Regions from separate parts of the Cricetulus griseus genome. Here region 1 is linked to region 2. A link is a contact called in public Hi-C data. All regions are on one chromosome and are shown on one strand. Each heading gives the region's core, a stretch centred on a gene start, on an enhancer-like site or on the middle of the called end of the contact. The rest is flanking DNA. Distances are from core to core; before and after follow the strand shown. Region 1 has its middle 300 kb from the start of Thada. Region 2 holds the start of LOC113835922.

Region 1 (7,634 bases), core at 4,363-6,862, 330 kb after region 2:
TGTCCTGTCCATCAAACCCAGGGCTAGACAAGTGCTCTACCAAGTGAACTACATCTGTAGGCCCCTGTTTCTACTTTTTGGCTGTTAAATTTTAAAAGTTCTCTTTTGCGGGGGAGAGAGGTTAAGAGCACTTAACCTCTTCCTGGAGGACCTGAGTTCAATTCCCAGCACCACATGGCAGCTCACAATTGTCTGTAACTCCAGTTCCAGGGGACCCGGCACTCTTCACTCCCAATGCACATAAAATAAAGTTAAATAAATTACTTTTTAAAAAGTTCTCCTACTTGCTTTCCTCCCTCCTTAGACTGGGTCTTGCTTGGTTCCAGGACTCACTCTGTAGCCAAGATTAATCTGGAACTCATGGCAATCCTCCTGCCTTAGCTTCCGGAGTGCAGGAATTATGGTAAGTACCACCACGCCAGGCTTTTCTTTTGGTTTTTCAAGACAGGGTCTCTCTTGGACCAGCATGGCTCTGAATTTGCTGTGTGGTTGGGGATGCCCCTGAATCCCTGATCTTCCTGCCCCTCCCTCTCAAGATCAGCTGGAGTGAGTTCCAGGCTAGTCAAGAGAACCTGCCTCAACAAAAGAATTCATAAAATACCTATTTTGTCTAGGAATGTAGCTTGGGGTGGAATGCTAGCCTCATATGCCCTAGACCCTGACTTTCACACCCAGTACTACCAAACAGCCAAAACAAACAAATAAATTCTCATATATTACTTTGAAAATGATGTAGTTCCCCCCAAAAGTAAACATGGGTCTGGGGGTGTGGCTCGGTGCCAGAGCTCAGGCCTAGCCTGTCTGAGGCTCCAGGTTTGATCACAGTATGGCCCAGTAATTCTACTCATAGGTGTGTCTACACCACAGGGCCAAAGCCATACATTACCACCAAAGTTGTGCCTGGTTATTCCCTAGCAGTGCTTTTGAGCAATCGCCAAGTGCCCACCCACTCTGGGTGACTGGTTAAACAGATTGTGGTATATCCATACAATGGAATACTTCTCACCCATAAAAAGGAATGAAATGCTGACGGCTGCTATACCACAGGCAAACACTGAAACCTCATTTGTACACTCCCTGAAGGCAGCAGCAACCAGTTTACCCTTTACCAGACAGTGGGAACTATCTGTGGGACAAAGGAGAGGTTCTGCCTCTCTGCTGTCCACCAATGGGGGCTCTGCTGGCAGGTGAATCATGGACTCTGCCTTACCCTCAGTGTGTTCACTGACAGCAGTATCTCTCATCTATTAACATACCAGGTGGCTTTGAATTTCTATTGGGTCCCACCCACCTCTGGGGCATGCTGGATCTGGATATATGGGAGGTGTAAAGTCCTGGGACATTAACCCCACTGATCCTAAAGTCTCAAGGGTCTCTAGGTCAGGGAGAGACATACCAGGTAGGAATATCAATGTACCTATGCCCCTACCTGTTTTTCTTCTTTTAGAGACAGGGTCTCTCTATGTCCTGAATCTCAGTATATATACCAGGCTGGTCTCAACCTTACAGCCTGTGTGTGCCTCCTGAGTGTTGGGATTCAAACCGAGAGCCAACCACATCTAGCCTATGTGTCTCTCTTGAAGGGGACCCTCTGCCCATGGTATTAGTGGTACTGGAGAGTGGGCACAGCAGCTTTCCAGTTACCCCAGCCTCAAGTGTGGGGGACGTGGCATGGTGGTGAACACTGGCCTAACACCGACCAGACCGTGGGGTGCAACACCAGCACAGCCAAGCAACAGCACAAAATAAATTATACCAAGCCTCTTTTGGAGACTTGAAGGTGACCCACCCTGCCATGGCTGCTGGAATTTACTCGGACCAGGCTCAGTTCTCTTCTATATAAACAGGCCTGAGCCCAGAAGAGGGGACACAGGCTGCCCACAGCTGGCCTGGCCTCCTGCAGAGGGTCACTGGGAATTCTGCATTTCATCAAATATTGCTGGGCTACAGAGTTTTATTTGAAAATAATTTTAATTAGCCGGAAACTAGGAGTTTAATAAATGGAAAACAGAGAACTTTCCAAGGGCACAGCTGGGAAACACTCGCTTTAAAAAAAAAAAATTCTGCTGGGCTTCCCAAGCCAGCTGAAGTACCCTGACTGGAGGGCTCCCGAGTGCCAGACGAATCCACAAGAAAAACAAAGCTTATTTTTAGAGAAATATTTTAAACTTGGTTTCAATGATCTCAGGAGTTTCCTTCCCCATTGGTCCCGGGCCCTCACATCTTCTCTCTATTTCGGGGTGACCTCCCGGGGCGAACAGCGAACGAATATCTGACAGAAGCTATTTCTGCCCAGATGAAAATAAGAGGGCCTCTCCCTCAGCCCCCAGAGAATGAATTGTTGCTAAAAAAGTCCCAGCAGACAGCAAGGGGCCCAGGAGGCCTGTCCTTGGCAGGTGTGCCCAGCAATGAAGATGGCTCTGGGGGTCCCTGCAGGCTTGGAGACTGTGGTCACTCTCCCACTCAGCCTTGTCCTGTCCCCGCCCAGCAGGAAGCGCAGTCTGGCAGTTATTTCCGGGTTTTGAAAGCAGTTTTAAACTTGGAAGAGGTTTGCTAAGAAGGGCTGCTTTTCCTTTATAGGTATTGGTAACCCCCACCCCCTACCCCATACAGACACACCCCCATGCCCCTGCTGATATAACCAGACCCAAACACAAGCTGTACATACCTCCTCACACACCACCGAAGGCCCACTCCACCCCCACAGCTGCAGCCACATACAGATACGCCCAAACCCACATTCGATCACACACAGCAGGGCACAAGGACACACCCACCAGAGCAACACACACACTCACATGCACACACCTGCACATGCAAAGCCTCCATATCGTGACACCCATAACCCCAACACAGAAACACCCACAGACTCCCACACTCTCAAACCCTAAATACACGGCACAAACACAAACCCACACTCCTACCTACTACAGGCAATCCGTACACCATCACAATCTATACACACCCACACTCACCCACTACCGTTATCCTCTGCAAGATTCATAACCCCCTACATCAGCTAAAGTCCAGAAATACATACCCATCAACATTTCCTGCATCCATTTCATAAATCACAGACACAAATCAACATCCATAAACACCTGTATGCCCAGACAGACACCCAGGACTTACGGACACAAACCCGCCACCTCCCCCAAGGGCACACCTTTCACACTTCCCTCCAGAAATGCCTTGCCATACACACTTATGAATGTTCTTGCACTTTCCAGCTCCTCTGGTCAGAATGTAAAAGAATACCGAAGCTGCCTGCTCTGGCACCATCTTCCTGCCCTGCCTCAACTTCCTTTTTCCTTCTCTCCTTCCCTCTTTGGCTTGCTAGTAGCTCAGATCAAGAACTACACTGCCTGGTGGTGGTGGTGGTGGTGGTGGGGGCACACCTTTAATCCCAGCAGAGGCAGGAGGGATCTCTGTGAATTGGAGGCCAGCCTGGTCTACAGAGTGAGTTCCAGGGCAGCCAGGGTTACGTGGAGAAACCTTGTCTGGAAAAACAACATAAAAAAAGAACTGCCCTGAATGTCTAATGTTCACAGCATCCTCCAGGATAGTAAATACAATGAAACGAGATTACAGCTGGGCGTTGTAGGGCACACCTGTAGTCCCGACTCAGCTGGAGGCTGAGGCAGGAGGATCTGCAGTTAGAAAGGACCCTGTCTTGCAAACAAACATGAGCTTGACTGGCCTCAGTCCAACAGCTGGTCAGCCTGAAAGGGCTGCAGAGACCCAACTTCCGGTTTAGACAAAACAAACAAACAAACAAACAAAAAAACACAAAAAAACCTTGGGTGCAAGTCACATCTGCCTTCATTTGTCCCTGCAAGCAAAGCTGGAGGACGGAGAGTGGTGGTGTCTGCAGGTGGGTTTCTTCCTGAGGTTTAATGTTTTCCAGCAGGCTCTCTGTAGAAACCCACCAGAGGATTCCCTGAGAACCCTCCCTCAGGAGCAGACCTGGCAGTCAAGAGCCTGGCTTACCATCCTTCCTGCACCAAGGGCCTTCCAGGCCTGCTCACGTTCCTCTGTGTCTCCACACAGGGCTCCTCAATTGTGTGCTCACTTGTCTTTTACACCCCTAGCAGGAGACCCAGGCAGTGGGATCCATATTGCGCACACCTTTCTGAAATCGTTTATAAGGTGGGGCACACTAGTCGGGTTGTTTCAAAATCACCCCAGCCTCCAAGCAGTCAGTTGGAAGACCTCTTTGAACAACCACAGTTGCCCATGGAAGGTCCTATCTAGACTCAGCCCGGAGCCTCCACAGTGCAGCCCTGTGGTGGCTAATCCTACTTTGCCCTTACTTCCAAGTTCTCCTCCTATATCATGGATTTACAAAAAAAAAACCAAAAAAACAAAAAACAAAAAACTAAAACCAGTCTCAGGGTGGGATCAAGGACAGGCTGTTTTCTGTTTATTCTGGTGGCTGCGGAGGCACAATGACCCAGAGCCTCCAATGATGTATGTATGGGTGAGAGAACTTCTGAATGACCACCTACCTCCCCGCATGCATCTCAAACACAAACTGTCAGAGCCTAGCTTTCAGGCTTTCAAATGGCTGAAAGTTTTTAAAAAATGAATGTGGCTTACCCCAAAGAGAAGCCCAACATTCCAGCTGCTCAAAAGTGCTTGTTTGGAAAAAAATAAATTTGGGAATGAAGTGGAAACAAGGTCTTTGAAACGCAGCCGGGCCTAAACAGCTCCACAGTGGAGCCGTCTCCTCCCCATTGCAAATTCTTTATGGCCAAGAGGCCAGAGAGCTGCAGGGGCTTCACCCAACCTCAGGGCTTCTTGGCCTCCAGCTCCCTCCGCCCCCAAGGCCTAACATCTGGGAGAACTTTGAAACTGTTCCCCACTCTGGCAGCAAGCACTGAAAAAAAAAAAAAAAAAAAAAAAAAAAAAAGGCTTTGCACACCAACTCCATCGCCTTAACTAGAAACAGCTGCCCAGCCTGGCGCATCCCTCAGACACCCCCACCACCGTTCCTGCTCAGCTGTGAGTCACAGGAGACCCTGGCCAAGGCCGGGGTAGCCAGAGAGGGGGCAAGGATTGGTTGAGAGCCCAGCTGCTATTGATAAGGAAGCACACAGTTGCTGGACCTCCTGTCTAGGTTGGAAAAGGTGTCTGAACTGTGCGAATGGGAGAGGGGGGCAGAAAAGTAATTGTCTTAGGAGTTTAAAAGTGATTTAAAACCAGCTGGGAGAAAACAACAAAAAACAATGCACAAGACTGTAGTTTATGACGGAGAACCAGGCAAAGCAAGGCAGTCTTTTTTCCTTTCGGTAGAAGCCCGGTTGAATTTGCTTTCTGGCCTCCTCAGCCTTCCTTTTGCATAAATAGCCTGAATGTGCTCGTTCCCAGAGGAAGTTGTCTGTGTAAACAAACATCACCCAGATAGAAGTTTAACCCGCTTAATCTCCCTCCCTCTCTCTCTCTGAACAAGGACATAACCCAGCTACCCAAAGTCCAAGCAAAACCCTGGACTCCCAACGCCTGGGCCAGACCTCCACCAGCCAGCTCCCGTCAAGGCTACAGGCCCCGGTCAGGCAGGCATCCCAGAGAAAAATCGGACTTTCAGCTGCCAGAGCAGCCACGTGATCCACTGGGTGACTCACAGGCCGGCCACACCCCTTGCGGTCTCCCGCCAGGCCCTGCCACCAGCCAGTCAGCCAACACTGGGATGCATCTCATTACCAAAGGGAACAGCTAACAAATACCCCTGACAGCCAAATAATTAGTTTCTTTCAGCTGAGAGGACTTGCTAGAAAATAAATACAGGTAACAAGTGGATGCAGGCTCTTGAGCGATCTGTCAGCTCCCCACACCCCTTCCCAGACCTGCTGAGGAGGCCCCGGGGAAGCCAGGAAAGGAGACCCAGTTTTAAAAAGAACACTCCCTTCTCTCTCAGGAAAATTTTTTTCCAAAAAATTTTATTGGGGGGGAAAACTACAAAACATTTACAGTACAATGTTTACAGTCACAATTTGTAGTGAACTGATTCCCCAAAAATATATTACAACTCAAGTTGACTTATCTTGTTACATTCAAAAAAGAACCTACTGTGTCAAAGTAGTCCAGAATACACACACTCGGTGCTCCAACTGTACCCTACATACAAAACTAAGCGCCTGCTCACTCATCTGCCATCCAGGAAGGCCTGGGAGGGACATTCCTGCCTTTTTACATCGAAAAGTCATAGTACAAGTTTCGGACTGTTATGAAACAAGGCATATTCATGTTCTACAGACCATTTTCAGCACTAAGATGGCCCTCTTCACTTTATAGCTATATATATAAAAAAAAAAGTGGTAAAAAAATCTCGTTTTGTGCAGGTTAACCCATCTGGCATTCAAATTCGCTCAAGCACTAATGAAATACTTATTTGGTTGAGGAAGATTTAAGGCAAGTTCGGGCCCCATGAAGGCACTGAGACCATTATTTCCCCGTTATTGCTACATGTCTTTATACTCAATGTCACAGTAGAGCTGGTGGAATCAGCATTTTTGTTTTTTTGTTTTCTCTTGCTGGTTTATAAGGCTGGGACTAGACAAGCATGCCACATGTGAGCCGGACTGCAGAGTATGTGGTCATTCTTTTTCTCTCTTTAAAGCTGGGTGGGCCACAACCATTATACATTCTAAGTAAGAAAAGACTCAAAATGTTCCTCAAACTACTTCCACAGCATCAAGATAGATAGATTTCTGTAAAGAAACCATGCAATCTTTCGAAATTTACGTAAACAAGGAAAGAAATTAATGAAATAAATATTACATACAATCTCTTAAATTAAGATTTTTTCTTACTCATTTACAATAAAATAACCAAGTGAAGTTACAAAAGGCATATATTACTGTGAAAAGAACATACACTCCACATTTTGCCGATTAATAATGGCAATTATAATTTAACATAATAAAAGAATATATATCTATTGCTTTTCATCATACTCGATAAATACAGTATGAACAAACATCCTCAATGTATACTTTTCACAAGATAATAAATAAGTTAAATAGGTTTATTTTTTTCATATTGAGTTGTGGTGCGAATCAACTCAAAACAGCTAAAAATGAAGCACTTATTTCCCAACAATTATGAACTGAGCTCTGCTCAAGGCTTCCAGAGAGCAGAGGGAATGTTTCTAAGCTAAACACTCACTAAACGGTGGCAATGAGACCAGTATCAGACTTTGGAATGCAAGGGTACCCCCCCACCCCCCAAACATATAACTTCGTTAAAAAACAAAAACAAGGACAACAACCGCGACAAACCCGGCTGAAGGCTACTCGTTTCAAGGCATGTTCTTGGCATTACATTGAACTCTAAAAGCTTATTAAGGGGAGGTGGCAGCCGGCTGGCTCACACTGGTCTGAGACAAGTTAGGAACCCCCTTCCAAGGTAAGAGTTCTCACATCTGGACTGTAACTAAGGCTTTCAAGTGAAAGAAGAGATGGAATGGTGGTTTTAGCTGCTGGTGCTGGGCTGGTTTTTTATTCTTCTTTATAAACTAGAGTTTCAAAACTCATCTGAGACCTAAACAAGTGTTTGGTATCTTTTGTTCTATCGCATCACAACTGCCCGTTGTGACTATTTTGTTCATCCTTACAAAAAGTTCGTTGGCTTTT
Region 2 (7,381 bases), core at 2,427-4,926:
AATAAAGACCAGTGAGGTTTATGGGTGAGATTCTTCCTTCCCTGCTCTCTCAAGGCAGCCTGAGGACAGGGTAGGCAGTCTATAGGGTCCAGAAGGTTTCACCTGTGGTCCTGGCACCCTCTCTCCTACTCCCATCTCAGTATCACCCCTCTAGGTTCCTCCCTCAGAGCCTTAATTTCTTTAGCATCCAAGTTATTCATGTTCCCTTTATGAGGTACCGTCTTCCCCTCTACAAAGTGGGATCTCCCATTATCTGTACATACATATACATAGTGCCTGATTGCCACTATCTGCTCAGAGCAGATACACAATGGGGATTGGCGAGGGGGGGGGCGCAAAAGGAAGCTGCATTCTCAGCAGTAACTCTACGGCTCGTGATTTATCTGGTGGCTCTGCCTGAGACTCAGGGTGTCTTAGTTAGTGTTCTATTGCTGTAAAGAGACACCATGACCAAGGAGGCTCTTACAAAAGAAAGCATGTAATTGGGGAGCTTGCTTATCCTTTCAGAGGTTTAGTCCACTATCGTCATGGAGGGGAGTGTGGTGACATGCAAGCAGGTGCTGGAGCAGTAGCTGAGAGTTACATCATGACGGCAGGCAGAGAGAGACTATGGGTTTTAGCATGGGCTTTTGAGACCTCAAAGCCCACCCCTAGTGACATACTTCCTCCAACAAGGCCACACCTCCTCCAACAAGGCCACACCTACTCCAACAAAGCCACACCTCCTAATCCTTCTTAAGCAGTGCCACTCCCTGATGACTAAGGATTCAAATATATAAGCCACAGGGGCCATTCTTACTCAAACCATCCCACAGGGGCAGATTCCCCAAATGCTAGTGGATTTGTTTACAGCATCTTCACAACGTTCTTATTTACTGGGAACTGTGTCCCTTTTACAGCACCAAGAAACAAATAATTCCTACCCAACATGTATTTACTTTCTTAACTATTTCTAACTTCGGGGAGAAACTTTCTTCAAAGTCGATGCTGCCTTCATTTACCCTGGACTTCCCCACCTATACCCCCAGGATCCCAGAGGCTAGCATGCTTGAGACCTAATGGATCTGTAGGGTGCTGGCCGTCCCTTTCTGGTGTGTCTCCTGAATTTTACAGAACCATCTGGGGGTCCTCATCTGGCTCCTTTCCCTACAGATAATCCAGTGTGCACATGGACACAGGACAGTCCACTGTTTTGTTTGTTTGAAGATTTATTTATTATATATACATTGTTCTGCCTGCATGTATGCCTGCAGGCTAGAAGAGGATGTCAGATCTCATTATGAATGGTTGTGAGCCATCTGCAGGTGCTGAGAATTGAACTCAGGACCTCTGAAAGAGCATCCAGTACTCTTAAACTCTGAGCCATCTCTCCAGCCCTGTTCTTTTGTTTTGTTGTTTTGGGAAACGGTTTCTCTGTATAGCCCTGGCTGTCCTGGAGCTCGCTCCTGGTGCCTCTGTCTCTGGAATGCTAAGATTAAAGTTGTGTACCACCATGACCAGCTCTGTTTTTGTTGTGGTTCAGTTTTGAAACATGGTCTCATACTGTAGTCCACACTGCACAGAACAGTGGTGCAGCTGACCTTGAATTCACATCAATCCTCCTGCCTCATCTGAGTGCCTGAATTACAGGTGAGAAGTACCACATCTGGCTGACCATTCAGCTTCCTAAAAACACCTTCATTGATCCAGTCGTGGGAAGAATCCGTTATGTCCACATTGTCAACCCTACCACCAGTACCTCTCCTGCTCAAATGTTAAGGCTTTCTGAAGTTGGGTACCACGCTACTGTTTAACATTTATCACCCCAAACTTGTTACCACGCTGATGACCACAGTAGTGGCCTTTACTCCATCGCCACCTGTCACATCTAGTGTCCCGATCAATCTACTGTTTGCTCTTCTGGTTTTCTCTCTTTTAGGAGAATAGAGGTCACCAAACAAGGTGACCAACGTATTGGCAGGAGCTTAGGTGGCAATTTGAGTGGAAGCCTGACCCCAGGACAGGGGTACTGGGAGTCGGGTAGGGGGTGGGAAAGAATTGCAAACCGCCTGAGGAATGCTCTGTGGTTATTGAGTGAGGTATGCAACGTACCTGGGACAAACGAAACACCCTCAAGTTGTTGTTTTAAGAAGAAACAAATGATTCCATAGAATACAACGAATATCATAGACCCAGCACGGATTCTATTCATTTTTACCCCGCTTCCGCAGTAAAGGGTGATTTTTACACTTTCTGAGCATCTACTCAGTGTAGGAAGTGTAGGTTTCATGCCACTGATAAAAGAAAATTAGTTTCTTGACCATATCCATTCTCCTTTACCCCCCCCCCATTTGTCTCCTTGCCAAGTAGCCTTCCTGCTACTTTTGACTTTTTAAACATTTATTTTTTTCAAAATAAAGTGTAGGTGTGTGTTTGTGCACGCCGCAGATCTCCCCCGAACTTGAGTTAAGGGGCAGGGTGAGACGCGGGTTGTGGGTGATGGGAACCGAACCCGCTTTCTCTGCAAGAGCGGTACTTTTGACCTCCGAGCCGCCTCGCCAGTCTCTCCCCTTTGTATTTTCATAAAGCACGGCGTTTTAAAAATTCTGGTTTTAAGAAAGAAACAGATATTCCGAGGTTTCTAGCTCTTTGGGTTTTAAACGGTGGAACTTAGTTTTAAGATGAAAAGAAAGGAAACACCTGCAGCTTGGACCCCCGAGGCCCCTCGGGCTGAGCCGCCCGCCGGGGCTGTCTGCGCGGTTCGCCTTCTCGCCATCGGAAGGGCGGGTCGGGGATCCGGGTTCGCTTCCCGAGGACGGCAGCCGCGGGGTCGCTCGGTCCGCCCCTGCCAGGCCGGTCTGCGCGTGCCGGGGGCTGGATCTCACGGAGCGAAGCCCCGCAGAGGATGCCGTCGCTCGCCCGCAGGCTTGGCCGTGCGAGCCCCTCGTGGGACCCTCGTCCAGTCGCTCCTGGATCCACCGGTCCCCAGACACCGGCTCGTAGCCGTAAGTCTGTTCTGAAGTTGCGGAAGGCTGGAGTCTCGAGCGGAGCCCGCCGGTGGCGGCTGCGCATGCTCCACTGACGCCTCCCTGGGCCTGATAGAGCCTTCGCGAGGCCGGCTTAGCGGAGCTCCAGTGGCGCAATCGGTTAGCGCGCGGTACTTATACAGCAGTACATGCAGAGCGATGCCGAGGTTGTGAGTTCGAGCCTCACCTGGAGCACGACTCTTTTGGAGCTGAGCTATGCGGTCATTTTATATTCGTGCAGGAAGGAGTTGGGGTCCCCCTGGTCTCCTCGCTTCCTGTCTCAGCCCGAGCGAAAAACAAACTCGCGAAGGAGCCGGGCCCCCTTTTTCCGGCCTGCTTTGTAGCTCCTGAGCGGTGTCCAAACAGCGGTGGATCTCAGTCGGCCGCCGACTGCCCTTCCCGTTCGTTAGTCGGTTGTTTAAACCGCATCCCAGACCGGGGATGCAATGTAGACCTAGGTCCCGGGCGCTCCTGATGCCGGGTGGCTTCCTGCGGACGCGGAGGAGGCGCTGCCCTCGCCCGGATCCAGGCCACTGCTTCCGGGTGGCTCTCCAAGACCAAATGGACCACGAGCGTGGGACCTGGGTGAAGGATCTGCTCCGTTCCCATTCCCTATGTTAGACCCCCTGTCTGCAGCTCCTCTTCCCACCCCCGGTTCAAGGCACCCACCATCCCCTGGCATTTGCAGTTGTGGGCGGGGCGGGGGGGTGCATAAGTATCTGGGAAATTTCCATTCCCCTCTTTCTAAAGCTCTGCTATCACTCAGGAATGGTGGCCACCAGAAGAGGCCAGTTGGATTTCTGTTTCTGTCTCTTATTTCTGCCTCAGGGCCTTTGCAAAAGCCAGTCCGTATCTTTGATCATCTTCCCCAAATCTTAGGGTAGCTGGCCACTCAACCATCTGGGCTCCGTCAAACATCCTTCCTCAGATGAGGGGAAGTGCAGTTGCCCCCATCATACCATTCTCTAGATTTTGCTTATTATGATGATTTGAAACTACCATGTTTCAAACTTTACATAACTTTGTAAAGGTTGAATTATAGACTAACCTTTACATATCTTATATGGTCTATCCTTCTCAAGTAGGTTTACAAGACACTACATCACCTATTTTAGGAGAACTTACAAACTTCCATGACCACACTCTTACAGTTGTATTCCTGAGCAGCTCTTTAGTTCTATTATTACAGTAAAACTAACCACAAAACTAATGCACATCAGTACAATAGATGCCCAAGAAGTAGAAACTATTTGAACTATCCTCTCTGCAGTAATTCTTATCTTTATTGCTCTCCCATAAAAGAGGGGGCAGGGGGGTCTCATTTATCCAATTATTAATAGTTCACCTCCTATCATTCCAGTCAGATTTTAGGTCCCATGGTGCCAATCAATCTGCACACCACCCACGATGAATGAATGGAAGGTTAATATAGGAACAAGACATGGGCACAAACTCTAAAGCTAAGTGAAAAACTAGTGCCCAGTTCTCACGTAGAGGTTTACTGTCCAGACAACAGCTGGAGCCTGGTGTTATAAAGTTCACTGGAGTTGTCCCAAGGTCTCAGCACTGGGGTATGCTGGGCCTTGAACCCTGGGACTTACTGTCTACTTGAAGAATATGGCTTATACTTGGCTCTGGGGAGGACCACCACCGAGGAGCACTGCAGCATGCTTCACAAGCCACAGGATACATGAGACTTGCCTGGGGAGTGTGTGGCCATGCAGGGTCCCAGGCTGCAGCTTTAGAGATTGTCACCTATACTCAGGAAGCCGGTGAGCTGGACTTGGAGGAGAGATGAGGACTGGGTGACCAGTTCTGAGAAATCCGCCATGCCCTGCAAACCAGGTTGGCCTGTCACTCTAAACTGAAGGGGTTCCAGGGAGAACTAGCAAAGTGTTTTTCTGTGGGAGTGAGGTAGGGAAGTTTCTCATCTTCGGCTTTGGAGTTTGGCTCCTCTTCAGCCTTGCCTTTGCACACTCTTGGATTTCCTGGACCAGCTTGGAAGGAAGGAGAGGAAACTATAGTTTCTTTCTTTTTTTTTTTAAAAAAGATTTATTTTTATTTGTGCATCTACATTTGTGCTCATATGTGGGGTGCCCATGCCTGTGAGTGTGTGGAGACCAGAAGAAGGCCTTAGATCCGTTTTTGTGCTGGATTAGAAGTCTGTGTAGATGATGAGCTTGTTATGTGGGAGCTGGGATCCGAACTCCGGTCGTCATGATTGTGCTACAGGCACCATCTCTGAGCCTCCTCTCCTTGAACAACAGCACATAGCCAGGCACTACTGTCAGTTTTTAAAAATTCTTTTGGTATCCCCATTCTAGAGAAAGCATGCCAAGAGTCCATAAGGACTCAGGCATCTCCTAAGAGGTGAGCTGAGAGTGGCGAAGTCTGCCTGGCACAGAACACTAGGCTTTAGTCGGGTAGGTGTTCCTCATCACTTTCCTGGGATCTAGGGAGTGCTCCAATGAGTCCACAAAGAACTAGTGAGTTCTGTTGGGTCTTCAGAAAAACTATGCTGGTAGACACAGGAGTGTGGGGGTGGACAGGTGCCTTAGTCCTGCCTCAACAAGATGATGGGACAGACTTAGTAGACTTCCTAGGGGAGGCCTTACCCTCTTCGTGATGCAAGGGGGGGGGGGTCGGGAAAGAAGGAGGAGAGGAGGGAGGGGGAACTGGGATTGGAATGTAAAAAATAAATTAATAAAATAAAAGAGGAACTAGCTGCAAAAGAAGAAAGGAAGGAAAGAAAGAAAAAAGGAAGAAAGAATGAAAGGGAGGAAGGAAAGGAAGGAAGGAAGGAAGGAAAGAAAAAATTGTGCCGGGCTGGACAGACAGTCTTCTACCACACGGTGGCGCTGCGTCCCTGCCCCAGAAGGTTTTCCTTACAATGGGACTTGGGCAGAGTCAAGCTGCCCCATCTATTGACTGGGATTGTGTGCTCATCCTGCAGGGCCACCCGGGGTCCCTCTGTAGCGCTAACGTGGACTCAGACCATCTCCCAGTATCCCCCAAAACAACACCAGGGAAAGCAGAGAGTTGCTCCCACAGATTATATTAGCCAATCAAAGACTTGGAATAGAAGACCCGGGTTTGAACAGGAGAGTCCCAAATTCTGAGTACCCAATTAGAAAAGAAGACCACGTCCAGATTTTCTTCTGGTCTCCATCTGCTGATCACAGGATTATCTCCGTGGGCCACCGAAACCGTCCCCACGTGTGTTAGCACTGTACGGGCATTAGGGGAAGCATCCATTTTGTTTTGTTTTGCTGTGTTGTGTTTTGTTGTTGTAGTTGTTTTCCAGCTGTTTTATATACGAACGACCTTGGACCCAGGCTGGGACTCAGCCCTTCTATACTGTCATTAGAACCAGCTTCCCATCAACGAACCTTTAAGCCTTTTTCACAGCCCACAAATCTTCTAGCTTTAGCGGCCTAATGGTGGACTTTGGCTTGTGTAATCTGAAGTTAAATAGGAAGCTGGGTGGGAAGCCTGGTGGTAGAGCGCTGAGTGGTGTATGCAAGGCCCTGGGTTCGAGTCCCTCGTCCTGGAGGACTGGAGTGTAGGTATATGTATATCTGGAGGCAAAAGCCACAGCTTTGTTCTTCAGAGCTACCTAGAGTAGCCCCCTCCCCCAGGACATCCTCAGCCCCTTAGGCCAGAAGAGGTATCAAAGCCCCCTGGAGAGCAGGTGGAGATGGGATGAAAAACAGTACAGGGATCTCTTAGGAGGGGTGGCAGAGGGCAGAGGCCGCTAAGGGCATTTACTCGATTTTATAGTTCTGTGGACTGAGGGCTGACATCGTTGCCCCTCCCCCCATGCTGGACTTCCATTCTATATCCGGGCCTAGTGGCTCATGCCTATAATATCAGTACTTAGGATGCTGAAGGCAGGAAGATGGCTTCGAATTTAAAGCTACTCTGGGTTATGTAGTGAGTGTATTACGGCAAGTTTGCATCCCACCCTCCAAATAAGTAAATACATAATTTGAAAGTTCAAGGTCAACCAGGATCCAAGGTGTACATCTTTAATCCCAGCACTCAGGAGGCAGAGGCAGGCAGATATCTGAGTTTGAGGCTAGCCTGGTCTACAGAGGGAGTTCCAGGACAGCCGGAGCTACACAGAGAAACCCTGTCTTGAATCACTCCCAAACCCCCAAAATGTTCAAGGTCATCTTTGGCAAATTGGAGGTCAGTCTGAGCTCCATTAGATCTGTCTTAAAAGAAACAAACAAATAACAACAACAGCAACGATAAAAATGAATTTGTTCTTAGTGGAACATTATTCTGAGCACTGAGCTCTTGGCTAGCCTTTGAGCCATCACCAGTAATCATATGAGTCAAGTGAGTGCTATTTTTTCCTTGGGTATCAATTG

Evidence for each region. A called contact is a pair of places that touch in the nucleus more often than the background predicts.
Region 1: a contact with region 2 is called in a Hi-C map of the CHO-K1 cell line, with 8 times the contacts expected there. The contact joins the enhancer-like site here to the promoter of LOC113835922 in region 2. A contact is called at or near these places in 4 of 8 Hi-C or Micro-C datasets (the CHK-Q cell line, the CHO-K1 cell line and fibroblasts).

Annotation. Positions count from the first base shown.
Region 1 is chr5:85,802,114-85,809,747 of CriGri-PICRH-1.0, forward strand. No RefSeq gene overlaps it. Among named protein-coding and RNA genes, the nearest start is that of Thada, 300 kb to the right of the region's middle. Within about 2 kb of position 5,613, at least 5 of the 6 cell types and tissues checked have open chromatin away from gene starts, as enhancers often do. A contact at or near this core is called in the CHO-K1 cell line and fibroblasts, where this site is marked.
Region 2 is chr5:85,475,671-85,483,051 of CriGri-PICRH-1.0, forward strand. LOC113835922 reads right to left here and starts at 3,677. Exons shown (of 2, transcript XM_027417925.2): 1 at 2,680-3,677. The coding sequence starts at 3,051. Trnai-uau (a tRNA gene) reads left to right here and starts at 3,108; the gene lies at 3,108-3,200. LOC103160768 (a long non-coding RNA gene) reads left to right here and starts at 2,852. Exons shown (of 4, transcript XR_003485777.2): 1 at 2,852-2,984.